Linked DNA regions of Zea mays: regions 1 and 2 are each linked to region 3. The links are chromatin contacts, called in public Hi-C maps. All regions are on one chromosome and are shown on one strand. Each heading gives the region's core, a stretch centred on a gene start, on an enhancer-like site or on the middle of the called end of the contact. The rest is flanking DNA. Distances are from core to core; before and after follow the strand shown. Region 1 holds the start of LOC100285371 (exocyst complex subunit Sec15-like family protein). Region 2 holds the start of LOC100193876. Region 3 holds the start of LOC100192913.

What was found. A called contact is a pair of places that touch in the nucleus more often than the background predicts.
Region 1: a contact with region 3 is called in a Hi-C map of endosperm, with 1.6 times the contacts expected there. The contact joins the promoter of LOC100285371 here to the promoter of LOC100192913 in region 3. A contact is called at or near these places in 5 of 25 Hi-C or Micro-C datasets (ear, endosperm, leaf and 1 more).
Region 2: a contact with region 3 is called in a Hi-C map of leaf, with 6 times the contacts expected there. The contact joins the promoter of LOC100193876 here to the promoter of LOC100192913 in region 3. A contact is called at or near these places in 6 of 25 Hi-C or Micro-C datasets (ear, endosperm, leaf and 1 more) and 1 of 3 datasets of contacts at active chromatin or transcription factors (leaf).

What each region holds. Positions count from the first base shown.
Region 1 is chr3:66,472,053-66,475,624 of Zm-B73-REFERENCE-NAM-5.0, reverse strand. LOC100285371 (exocyst complex subunit Sec15-like family protein) reads left to right here and starts at 1,863. Exons shown (of 1, transcript NM_001158264.2): 1 at 1,863-3,572. The coding sequence starts at 1,987.
Region 2 is chr3:66,109,724-66,113,558 of Zm-B73-REFERENCE-NAM-5.0, reverse strand. LOC100193876 reads left to right here and starts at 2,185. Exons shown (of 1, transcript NM_001138954.1): 1 at 2,185-3,335. The coding sequence starts at 2,413. The coding sequence ends at 2,916.
Region 3 is chr3:66,338,814-66,342,319 of Zm-B73-REFERENCE-NAM-5.0, reverse strand. It overlaps LOC100192913, which reads left to right and starts at 1,381. Exons shown (of 7, transcript XM_020549461.2): 1 at 1,381-1,923; 2 at 2,760-3,167; 3 at 3,254-3,506. The coding sequence starts at 1,672.

The DNA.
Region 1 (3,572 bases), core at 614-3,113, 130 kb before region 3:
TAATTCACCGGACTGTCCGGTGGTGCAGCGGACTGTCCGGTGAGCCAACGGTCGACTGTGCCAACGGTCGACAGCGCGATCAGCGGGTGACGCGTGGCTTGGGCCAACGGATAGTTGGTGCACCGGACTGTCCGGTGTGCACCGGACAGTGTCCGGTGAGCCAAGACGACCGTTGCTCCAACGGTCAGCTGAGCCCGTTTTGGAAAGAGATCACGCACCGGACATGCTACAGGACCTGTCCGGTGGTGCACCACCCGACAGAAAGCAAATATTGCCTTCCAAAATGAATTCCAACGGCTCCTAGGCCCCTTGGGTCTATAAAAGGGACTCCTAGGCGCTTCCAACAGTTACACAAATATAGCCAACAATTGTATACATCACTCGGATCGATTCTCTCTCTCACTCTCATGTATATCTCTCTAGTTTGTGTGAAGGCAAAGTTATAAGCCTTTAGAGAGTGGAGAGGTGCTGCAAAGAGCTAGAGCAAAGTCTTGAGCGCATTGTTACTCTGCCGAAGTGCTGTCAAGAAGACTGTAAGCATCCACGACGTTGTTGTAACCAAACTCAACATAGTGAAAGGCTCTATCTGTCATACTGACAGATCTGAGCAAACGAAGGAAGGAGTTGAAATAGACTCTAAGCCCAGGTGTGGCTAACTCCAACGAGGACTAGGCAAGCATTTCAGGCTTGGCCGAACCTCGGGATAAATTCCTGTGTCTGTGTGCTCTGCTCTGTGTTGTGTGCTGATCCTCTGTCTTATCTACTCTTTATATCTGCACTTCAATACTTATCTGTGGTTCAAGTTATATTTGAAATGCAGGGCATTTTGAGACAGGATCTTCTATTTTGCTGCAACCTACTCGAAGGGTCTTTCATTCCACTGTGTTCTGGTCTTCGAGTAGAGTAAGAATTTAAGTATTAAAAGTGATTATTATTATTCGCCTATTCACCCCCCTTTAGGCGACATCCAGATCCTGTTCCCGGTCAAAGAGAACTTTCAACTAATCCTGTAGTACACATGTCCAAATGAGCAGGCTCGGCAGTGGCCCCGTGACCCGGCACGACTAGAAGCGTGCCCAGGTGGCCGGGCAAGGCTGGGCTACCGTCTGGCCCGTCGTGGAGGCACGAGCCTGGCCCGTTTAAATGCTAGGCAAGGTAACGACCCGCTTAAGGGACTGATTTTATAACGACTAGTCTATTTTTAGCTACAATACTGATGATTCTTTATTATACGAGAGGATTTTGAATTTTGATATGTATTTATATGTGTATTTGAAATTCCTTTTCTAATTATGTATATAAAATTATAAATATAATTATTTGAATTTAAAATAAATTTGAATATTGCTTTTAAATTCTGAATTTTGGAGTGTCTTTTTATTTACGGGTCTGGATCTGATCTCACACAACCCGTATAAGAATAACCTTGCTATACCTGGACAACATCAGTCATCATGTCGACCGGTTCGACCCGGCTTGATACCGCGCCCGGGCTCGACTAATACCCTCGCAGGGCCAGCACGGCCCCTACCACATGTATATTCCGTAGAGACACAGCTGATACTTGATAGAGGGAGTATCGCGCCCTGCCCAACATGTGTCAACTGTCCAATGCTGTGCCTGTACTGATTACCACCGTGTGCCGTCAACAATGGTACGCGGGTCACCTCCTCTTCCTCCGTCCCGTCACCGTCACCGTCACGCCAACACGCTTTCCCTCCCAAGACTCACCGACGAGCTGGCCCCACTTCCGGTCACCCAACCCAACCCATCTTCTCCGTTCGTTTCCCTCCAAACACTCACCGACAAGCAGGTCCCACTTCCGGCCACCCAACCCACCTTCTCCGACCGCCCCCTCCGCTGTCCGCTCCTGTTCCGTCGTTTCGTCGACTAACCTCCAAAGTTTTTTCCTCTCCACAACTCGGCAACTACGGAGCTGCCTCCATCTCATTTGCTTACCATCCCTACCGCCTGGCTCAGATCTCGATGCGGCGCAAGCTTCCCGGCGACGCGCCGCTGTCGGCGGCGGGGCCTGGTCATGCGTTGTCCGCATCCGCGCCGTCCGAGGTGGACCTCGCTCAGCTCTCCGCCGCCATCGCGGCCGGGGAGGACCTTGGCCCCTTCGTGCGCCGGGCCTTCGCGTGCGGCCGCCCCGAGCCGCTGCTCGCCTCGCTCCGCGGCGCGGCGCGGGACCGCGAGGCGGAGATCGAGGAGCTCTGCCGCGCACACTTCCACGATTTTATCCGCGCCGTCGACGACCTCCGGTCCCTCCTTGCCGACGCCGACGCGCTCAAGGGCTCCCTCTCGGCGTCCCACTCCGCGCTTCTCTCCTCGGCGGCCCCGTTGCTCGCCTCGCTTGAATCCTTCCTCGCCGCGCGCTCGCTCGCGGGGAATCTCTCCTCCGCGCTAGCCTCCTCCCGACGCTGCGTACGGCTGCTCGCGCTCGCGGCGCGGGCGAACGCGCACTTACAGGCCGGCAATCATGGGCTCTACCTCGCCCTGCGCGCCGTCGACGCCATCGACCGTGATCTCGCCTCGGGACCCGAGCCTCTGCCGCTACCCACGCTCCGCCGCATGCTGCTCAGCGTCGTCCCTGCGGTGCGTGCGCATGCCGAGCGCGAGATCTCCCGGGAGTTCTCAGACTGGATGGTTAGCATTCGCGCTGCTTCGAGGCACCTCGGCCAGGTGGCCATCAGCCGGTCGGCTGCCGCGAGGCAGCGCCAGGAGGAGCTCCGCTCCAAGCACCGCCCGCTGGAGGAGTGCATCACCTTGGATGACGATGGTGTTGGTGACCTCGACGATTTTGCGGCAGCCGCGGCAACAGCTGAAGCAGCAGATGGTGCCGCTGCAGCCTCTTTTGACCTTACGCCGCTCTATCGAGCGATGCATATACACCAGACGCTGGCGCTAGGTGAGCGGTTCAAGAAGTACTACCTGGAAAACAGGAAGCTGCAGCTGACATCGGACTTTGATGTCATTGCGGCGACGCCATTCCTCGAGTCCCACCAGGTGTTTTTCTCGCAGATTGCTGGGTTCTTTATTGTTGAAGACCGGGTGTTTAGAACAGGGGGTGGGCTCACATCTCGGCCAGATGTAGATGCACTTTGGGATGCCGCTGTGGGGAAGATGGTCTCTGTCATGGAAGATAACTTCTCCAGGATGCAGACAGCAAACCACTTGCTTCTCATCACTGATTATGCTGCTTTGCTTTCTGCCACAATGCGGCGGTATGGTTATCCAGTAGGGATGCTACTCGATGTGCTGGCTAAGCACAGGGACAAGTACCATGATTTGCTGCTTGCAGATTGCCGTAGGCAGGTGGCTGAGGCACTGACAGCAGATAAGTTTGATCAGATGCTCATGAGAAAGGAGTATGAGTACTCAATGAATGTCCTTGCATTTGGAATTCAGAGCTCAGACATTACCCCAGCTTTCCCATATGTTGCACCGTTTTCATGCACCGTCCCAGACATTTGCCGTATTGTTCGTTCGTTCATTGAAGATTCTGTGAGCTTCATGGCACATGGGGGAGGTGGGGATACCTATGCAGCAGTGAAGAAGTACCTTGGTCG
Region 2 (3,835 bases), core at 936-3,435, 230 kb after region 3:
GAACAAAACTTCCCCGCAAGGGCCACCACACAATTGGTGCCTCTTGCCTTGATTACAATGGAACTTTGATCACAAGAACAAATGAGAAAGAAAAGAAGCAATCCAAGCGCAAGAGCTCAAAAGAACACAAGCAAATCACTCTCTCTAGTCACTATGGCTTTGTGTGGAATTTGGAGAGGATTTGATCTATTTGGTGTGTCTAGAATTGAATGCTAGAGCTCTTGTAGTAGTTGGAAAGTGGAAAACTTGGATGCAATGAATGGTGGGGTGGTTGGGGTATTTATAGCCCCAACTACCAAATGTGGCCGTTGGGAGGCTGTCTGTTCGATGGCACACCGGACAGTCCGGTGCCCCCTGCCACGTCATCACTGCCGTTGGATTCTGACCGTTGGAGCTTCTGACTTGTGGGCCCGCCTGGATGTCCGGTGCACACCGGACACGTACTGTTTACTGTCCGGTGTGCCAGTATGGGCGCGCCTGACCTCTGCGCGCGCAGAGCGCGCATTAAATGCGCGGCAGAGAGCCGTTGGCGCGGAGATAGCCGTTGCTCCGAAGTCGCACCGGACAGTCCGGTGCACACCGGACAGTCCAGTGAATTTTAGCGGACTAGCCGTTGGCGTTTCTCGAAGCTGGCGAGTTCCTGAGGCCGCTCCTCCTTGGCGCACCGGACACTGTCCGGTGTACACCGGACAGTCCGGTGAATTATAGCGCGAGTGCCTCTGGAAATTCCCGAAGGTGGCGAGTTTGAGCTGGAGTCCTCTGGTGCACCGGACATGTCCGGTGCACACCGGACAGTCCGGTGCTCCCAGACCAGAGGTGCCTTCGGTTCCCACTTTGCTCCTTTGTTGAATCCAAAACTTGGTCTTTTTATTGGCTGAGTGTAAACCTTCTACACCTGTATAATCTATACACTTGGGCAAACTTAGTTAGTCCAAATGTTTGTGTTGGGCAATTCAACCACCAAAATTAATTAGGGACTAGGTGTAAGCCTAATTCCCTTTCAAAGGTACATTTGTAATTCAATGTTATTTCTGTTTATATATGATAATAATATATAATTATCTATGTTATCCTTTACATTCTTTACAATTCATTCTTCGTCACTATATAATGTATTTATGAAGGTACGCCCTTCATAACCTTCGTCCGAAAACCATTATATCCTAAGGGAAATAATGCTTCGTAGGGCGAAGGATTTAACCGATTAACATTTTCTATGTTGCCTTGTTCTTATAGCATTTGAGAACAAGTCCCCAACACTTATAAACTAAAACTTCCCGACGATGCAGCTGTCCATCCTGTATTCCATGTTTCCCAGTTGAAAAAGTGCATCAGTCCATCCACACTGTGGCACAAGAGCTTGTGCGCTGGTCTGGCCTAGACGCATCCCTGGCGTCCTAGGAGGATGAAGCTGCCTTGAGGATCAAGTTCCCTGCCGCGGGCGCTTGGGGGCAAGCGCCGTTTCAAGAAGGGGGGATGTTAGGCCACTTACTTCGGCTACATGTAGGCACAGGCAAGACAAGCAGAAGCAGGACATGCAAGCTCTAGGAGAGGTGGGCCGTCGCGCTAGGAGGCACATCGTCCGCTTCGTCGGCCCAGACTGGCAAAAAATAGGCAGTAGCTATTCATATAGATAGGGAAGTGGGATAAAGAGTGCTGAGGACTTAACTTAGGGCTTATTCGGTTAGCTCTCAATACATGTAGATTAAGTGAGATTTGGTGAGTTTAAATACCAAGCAAGTCAATTTTTTTCTTAATTTTTTACAATCTCATCCAATCCATGGGTAACGGGATTAACCGAACAAATCATTATATAGAAAACATTATCTCAATACCCTAAACTTCCTCTCGGTCGTCCCAAGCTTCCCCGTATCTCTCTCCCTCTTCTCCGACTCTTCTTGGTTCCGGATTAGCAGTCCATGCTGCTAACATTCAGCGATTTGAGTCTGTCGAATAGTCCGGTTTGACTGGGATAACTATTAACCGTGATGTACTTAAGAAGCGGACCACGGACTGGAGCAGACCGGGCGGCGACATCGCTCGCGCATGGCAGTGACCGGTGCTCGCGCACGGAGACGTCCCGCTCCTACGCGTCACCATCGCCGTCGGGCCTGCGCCCGTGTTCCGTTTGTGTAGCCGAGGCAAAAGGGCCCGAGACCACGCTGTGGCAGACCAAGGAAAGATCCCCAATAGCCAACAAGAGGAGAGGATCCAAACACGCAGCTCTAGTGAGCTCCGTCCCACACACAGACTCCGGCTCCCTGTGGCCCGCGGCGTGAGCGTGTCGTGTCCCGCAGGGCCACCTTTGCTCTCTAACCCCTTCCACCACACGCGACCGCCGTCCCCGCGCGAGTTGCCGAACCCACGTCTCCCCTCGCCCCGCGCCGACCCTACCAACCCTCGGGCCCGCCCATGGAGATCTCCGCCTCCGCTGCGCCGGCCGCCTCCTCCCCGCCCGCCAGGCCGCTGGTCCTGCGCCCGTTCGCCTCGTCATCGCCCCACCCGGCTACGTCCTCCTCGACCACCATCCGCCGCCGCCCATCCTCATCGGCCACTGCCACGGTCCGCCGCCGCGCGCGCACCCGCCCCCGTACAGGGCGGTCCAAGCCCCCCGCCGACTCGGGCGACTACTTCTCCGGCAACGACGGCCCCGGTCTCGGTGGTTCCGGCGGCGGTGACGGAGGAGGACGGTGGAGCTGGAACAGCGGGTTCGGCTCTGGATCAGACGGCCCCGACGACTGGGAGCCCGATGTGCCGGCGCCCCGGAGGTCAGCGGCGGATGCGGCGCTCGGGGTCGTCTACGAGCTCATGTGCCTCATCGCGCTCTCCAACTGCACCCAGTTCGCCGTCCGCAGGCTCGCGGGCCTCCTCTCCGCCCGCGTCGCCGCATTGCGATTCGTCCCCACCGTCTGCTGATCATCCGTGGGGGTTTGTTTTACTTCCTCTTCCTCCTGCCCGTCTACCTGAAATCGCTTCTGTACATATATCAGCCTGCAACTGCGGTTTTAGGGGATTGGGGCCTTGGGGGAATCAGGACCTCTGCCTGTTGTTCCTCGGTGCGTGCCTCAAGCATTATACCGTTGAACAGTAGCAAAATTCGTCGAATCCAATTGGAGAAACACAAAAATAAGATCAACTTGTTTATCCTTTGTTGTTGTACTCAAGATTGATTGATGCCTATTGTGTTAGGATGCATCATTATCTGTTCCATGTGTATATAAATGTGCTGTTATTAAGTTTCTTGGTACTTCATGGAATGTCAAGGGCAGTGCGTTTGGGGAATTCTCATAGATCCGGTTAGTTGAATGGAAGCTCAATTAACTAGCTATATGGCTATATTAACTTTGCACTCCTTATTTCAATGATTTCTTTTTGAATAATTGGATCTATATCATTAAAAGATTGCAACTTTAGATATATACCATTGGCTCCACATATCATTGACTTATGTTGACTTATGTGGACCCCACATGTAAGTGAGATAGCAATGGTATATATCTAAAGTTGTAATCTTTTAATGGTATAGATCTAAATTTCCCTCTTTTTTTCTATAATCAGCTATTTCTTTGCAATTGTTACTCATGTGGATGTGATATGCTATATGCTTAATAATACTCCGCAGAGCAATGACTTGCACCGAATGTAGGATGATATTACTAGGTTGCAATGGCGGTATAGTGCAATGACTGGGTGGACAAATCTACTTTTGCCGGAGCCAAATTGTAGTAATCTGCGGTTTTTAGAAAGGGGTAGGAATAAACAGGGCCTTCTTTTGACTATTGTTGAATGACCTAATGTTTTTAGTGCTTTCTACATTCATGTATCAATTATTACT
Region 3 (3,506 bases), core at 132-2,631:
GGAGACTCGACCCACTGACCACTCATCGTAGTTTCAATAATGGGACTTGTTGGTATATGAAATAATGAGATCTTGATGCTTGTTGAAGTGAATGTTTTACATTAGGAGCAAATCTAGATTTTTGCTAAGAACATAATTTTGAGCTAAAATATTGAAATTAAGATTCACTTTTTAGTAAGCTCTTCCTCAAAATAATGAAGTTTGATTCTTAATAAATGCCTCTCCTTGAGTCCCCAAGCCTGCATGCCATTTTAGTCTTTTCTTTAGTCTGGTAAGTCTTGTAGAATACTTGCGTACTCATAATTATATCCCACCATGTTGTTGCGGGTAATGGTTTTGTTCTGTTGTGGATAATGCTAAGTGCAGGTGGGCTCGACCTTCTCGTATAAGTATCTCGTTTGTATTTCTTTTCGAGGATTGTCATTTGAGCTAGCATGCAATTCAAACACATAATCGTATTTATATTATTCAAGGATATATTACTTTAAATAAAATTTTTAATCACTCCAAGATTGTACTTTGTAAGCCCTTTGTAATATGAATCAAGCTGCAAAACTTCAGTATGTGATTTATGTTTGCTTAATCTTGTGATCTTGATTGTAAGTTGTTCATCCGAGGCCCCCGTGACACTCGAACATGTTCTTTTAGGGTGTGTTTAGTTGCAATGACAAAACATGACGGGATGGGACGATCTTTCAAATAAGGTTGTTTGGTTCAGAATCAAGAGTTAGGACATGACTATCTCAGTGTTGTCCCCAATTGTCCCTCAAAATTGGAGGGATGAGAGGGGACGCCAGGGGACGTCCCTATCCTGGTTGTCTCGCAACCAAACACACCCTTAAGTTATCTGGTACATATGCATAGCCGTTTGAGGTTTTCGGGACAAAGATAGATGCATGTGGGCCATATAACTTAGGAGGTTCTGCCACGCTTAGACGAAAACAATACTAATTATAGTATAATTACTAGTTGTGTACAGAGTATATTGTAAACTTTTATTGTGAAGGCGTGGGAGTATTCTAGACATTGTATTATGAAACATTGTACCATGATCAACACAAGCCAAGACCTATACAAATACCTTCGATATGTGCTGTTTTTGGTACAAAGTAAATTGTAAATTTTCATGATAAAGATGTGGGAGTACTTCAGACATTGTGTTAGGATTAACGAAGGTCAAAACTTATTATACAAATACTTTTGACGTGTGCTGTTTCTGGATATGAAATCGTTATTCATAATTATTATATCTATAGAAGTGATGCCTGTGTAAATTCCTAGTGCTAGTGCAACGCATTGCGTTTGGCGTGGTCGTAGCACTGCAGAAGCCGGGGCAGGTGTCAACCACTACAACGACGGCCGGACCGCACCTTAATCATAAGTGCGTGCATCAATCACTCTCCGCCAAACGTTAACCAAAGTGGCCGGCCGGCCCTGTTCCATGATGACTGATGCGCTGGCCAGCCCTGGCCCTGTCGTGCGCCTCGTCGTCGGCTGCACCAGGCCTTTTGACTACCAACCACTCTGCAGTCCTCTGCGCTTCTACGCATCCGCCCATCAATTAGCTGACGACAAGGAATCCCACCCCACTCCCGAGAGCAGCGAGGAAGGCGTGTGCTTTCTCTAGTCTGTGCAGTGCAAGCGCCGGAGCCCGCCGCCGCCGGCGCGGCCATGTCCTCCGCCTCGGGCCTCGGCGGGAAGGAGGTCCCCTCCGCCTTCTCCGTGGACCTCGCGGCCGCCGCGCGCCGGCTGCTGCTCTTCCTCCGCGCGGCGCCGGCCGGGGTGGGCCCGCGGTCCGTGCGGAGGTACGAGGAGCTGTGGATGCCGCTCGCGGCGGAGAAAGCAGGCGTAGGAGGAGAGGCGGCGATGCTGGTGCCGCCGCCCGACGTGCACCTCGTCTGGCTCTGCCACTGCTTCCACCATGTCAGCCTTCTTTTATTTCTTGCCACCTTTTCGGTTCTTCATTTATTGCCACCATGTCAGCCAACTTTTATCTCTCGGCGAATCACTCGGCCACTTTATTCATTCGAACGCCTCTCCCTCTGTCACTAAATTGTGGTATTGACTTTTGAGGATTTATTTACATTATAAATTGAGGAAAGATATGTGATAAGACAACTAAACACAGTGATTATGCCCACAACGATCAGTTTCTTGTTCTTACTATCTAGTAGTCTCTGTCCCAAAATAACTTGATGTTCTACATTTGTCTTAAGTCAAACTATCTAAATCTTAATGTTGATAAAAATATGTACACTAGAATACTTGTGTTTACATTACAAAATAAGATCATTAGATTCATCATGTAACATATATTTTCATATTATACCTATTTGTTGTCACAAATGTTGCAAATTTCTCTATAGATGATCACACTTAAATTGCAACCATACACTCCTAGTAGTAGTATAAATTACTGTGCTTACTTGTTTTGGAAATAATTAACTTCAAATGAACCACTTGCTGGACTCCAAAAGGAACTGAGGTGCCGTTTGGTTCAGATGTTGGTAACGTAATGGGTAACCGATAACGTTAAATGATGTTTGTTTAAGTCCAACCGTAATCGAATACCACACTAGAAATGGATACCGGCCTATTCAAACTTGTTACCGCCGTTACTCAAGTTTGAATCATTATCATTACTATTTACGTTACAAAATGTGAACCAAACAACACCTGACTTCTGCCGAACTCAGCTGCTTTTGCCCCTTCAACACTTCTCACCAAGTGCTCCATCTGAAATTTCTTTCGCTCTGCAGGAGAGCTACTCCGCATACTGCACGTCGAGGTTTGGACGCCTCATCAACCGTCCATCAATTTTTGATATGGAGAATGAAGAGTATGCTGAGGATCTTTGTCGAGATGTCTGGGCTACTCATTTCCCATCCGAGCCATTTGACCTTGACTCGAATGAGATTGGTGGAAACAGTGTTGATAATATAACATGTGACAATGTCAATGGTGAAATTGTCAAAATGGTGAGACAGTACGCTGGCCTAGCAGACCGTTTTGCCTCACTCTTTGTGCAGGAAGGTGTCTACCATGTTGCTGCTAGGCGGCGATATGTGCGTTTCCTGGACCTTATGAAGAAGGTTGCGTGTGCAACCCAAGAGTGCACACGGCTTGTGCCTAGCCTAGACATATTACTGATGTGGCTTGCTCACCAGGTATACGTAGACCTTAGATTCAATTGAACATGTAATTTGTTCTCACAAGTATTTTAGTTTCCACAATTGCGATGAATCCATGCCAGAGTTTTCCTGTGTGTTATGCCACGGATATGGTAGCGATGGGCATCAGTGACAATGTTGCAAAAGTGGGTGTTTGTTATGGCGAAGTGGTGAGCAATGAGGCGGTAAGGAGGACAAAGGAACTGTGGGAGGATGCATATGATGAACCATATGATATGGCTGGATCAGAGGTTGATGTGGGAGCAGTTAGCACAGCAAGGGAGGCATTTTACTGGGTGCCAGCAGCATCAGAGGAGGATGCCAACCGGCTATACA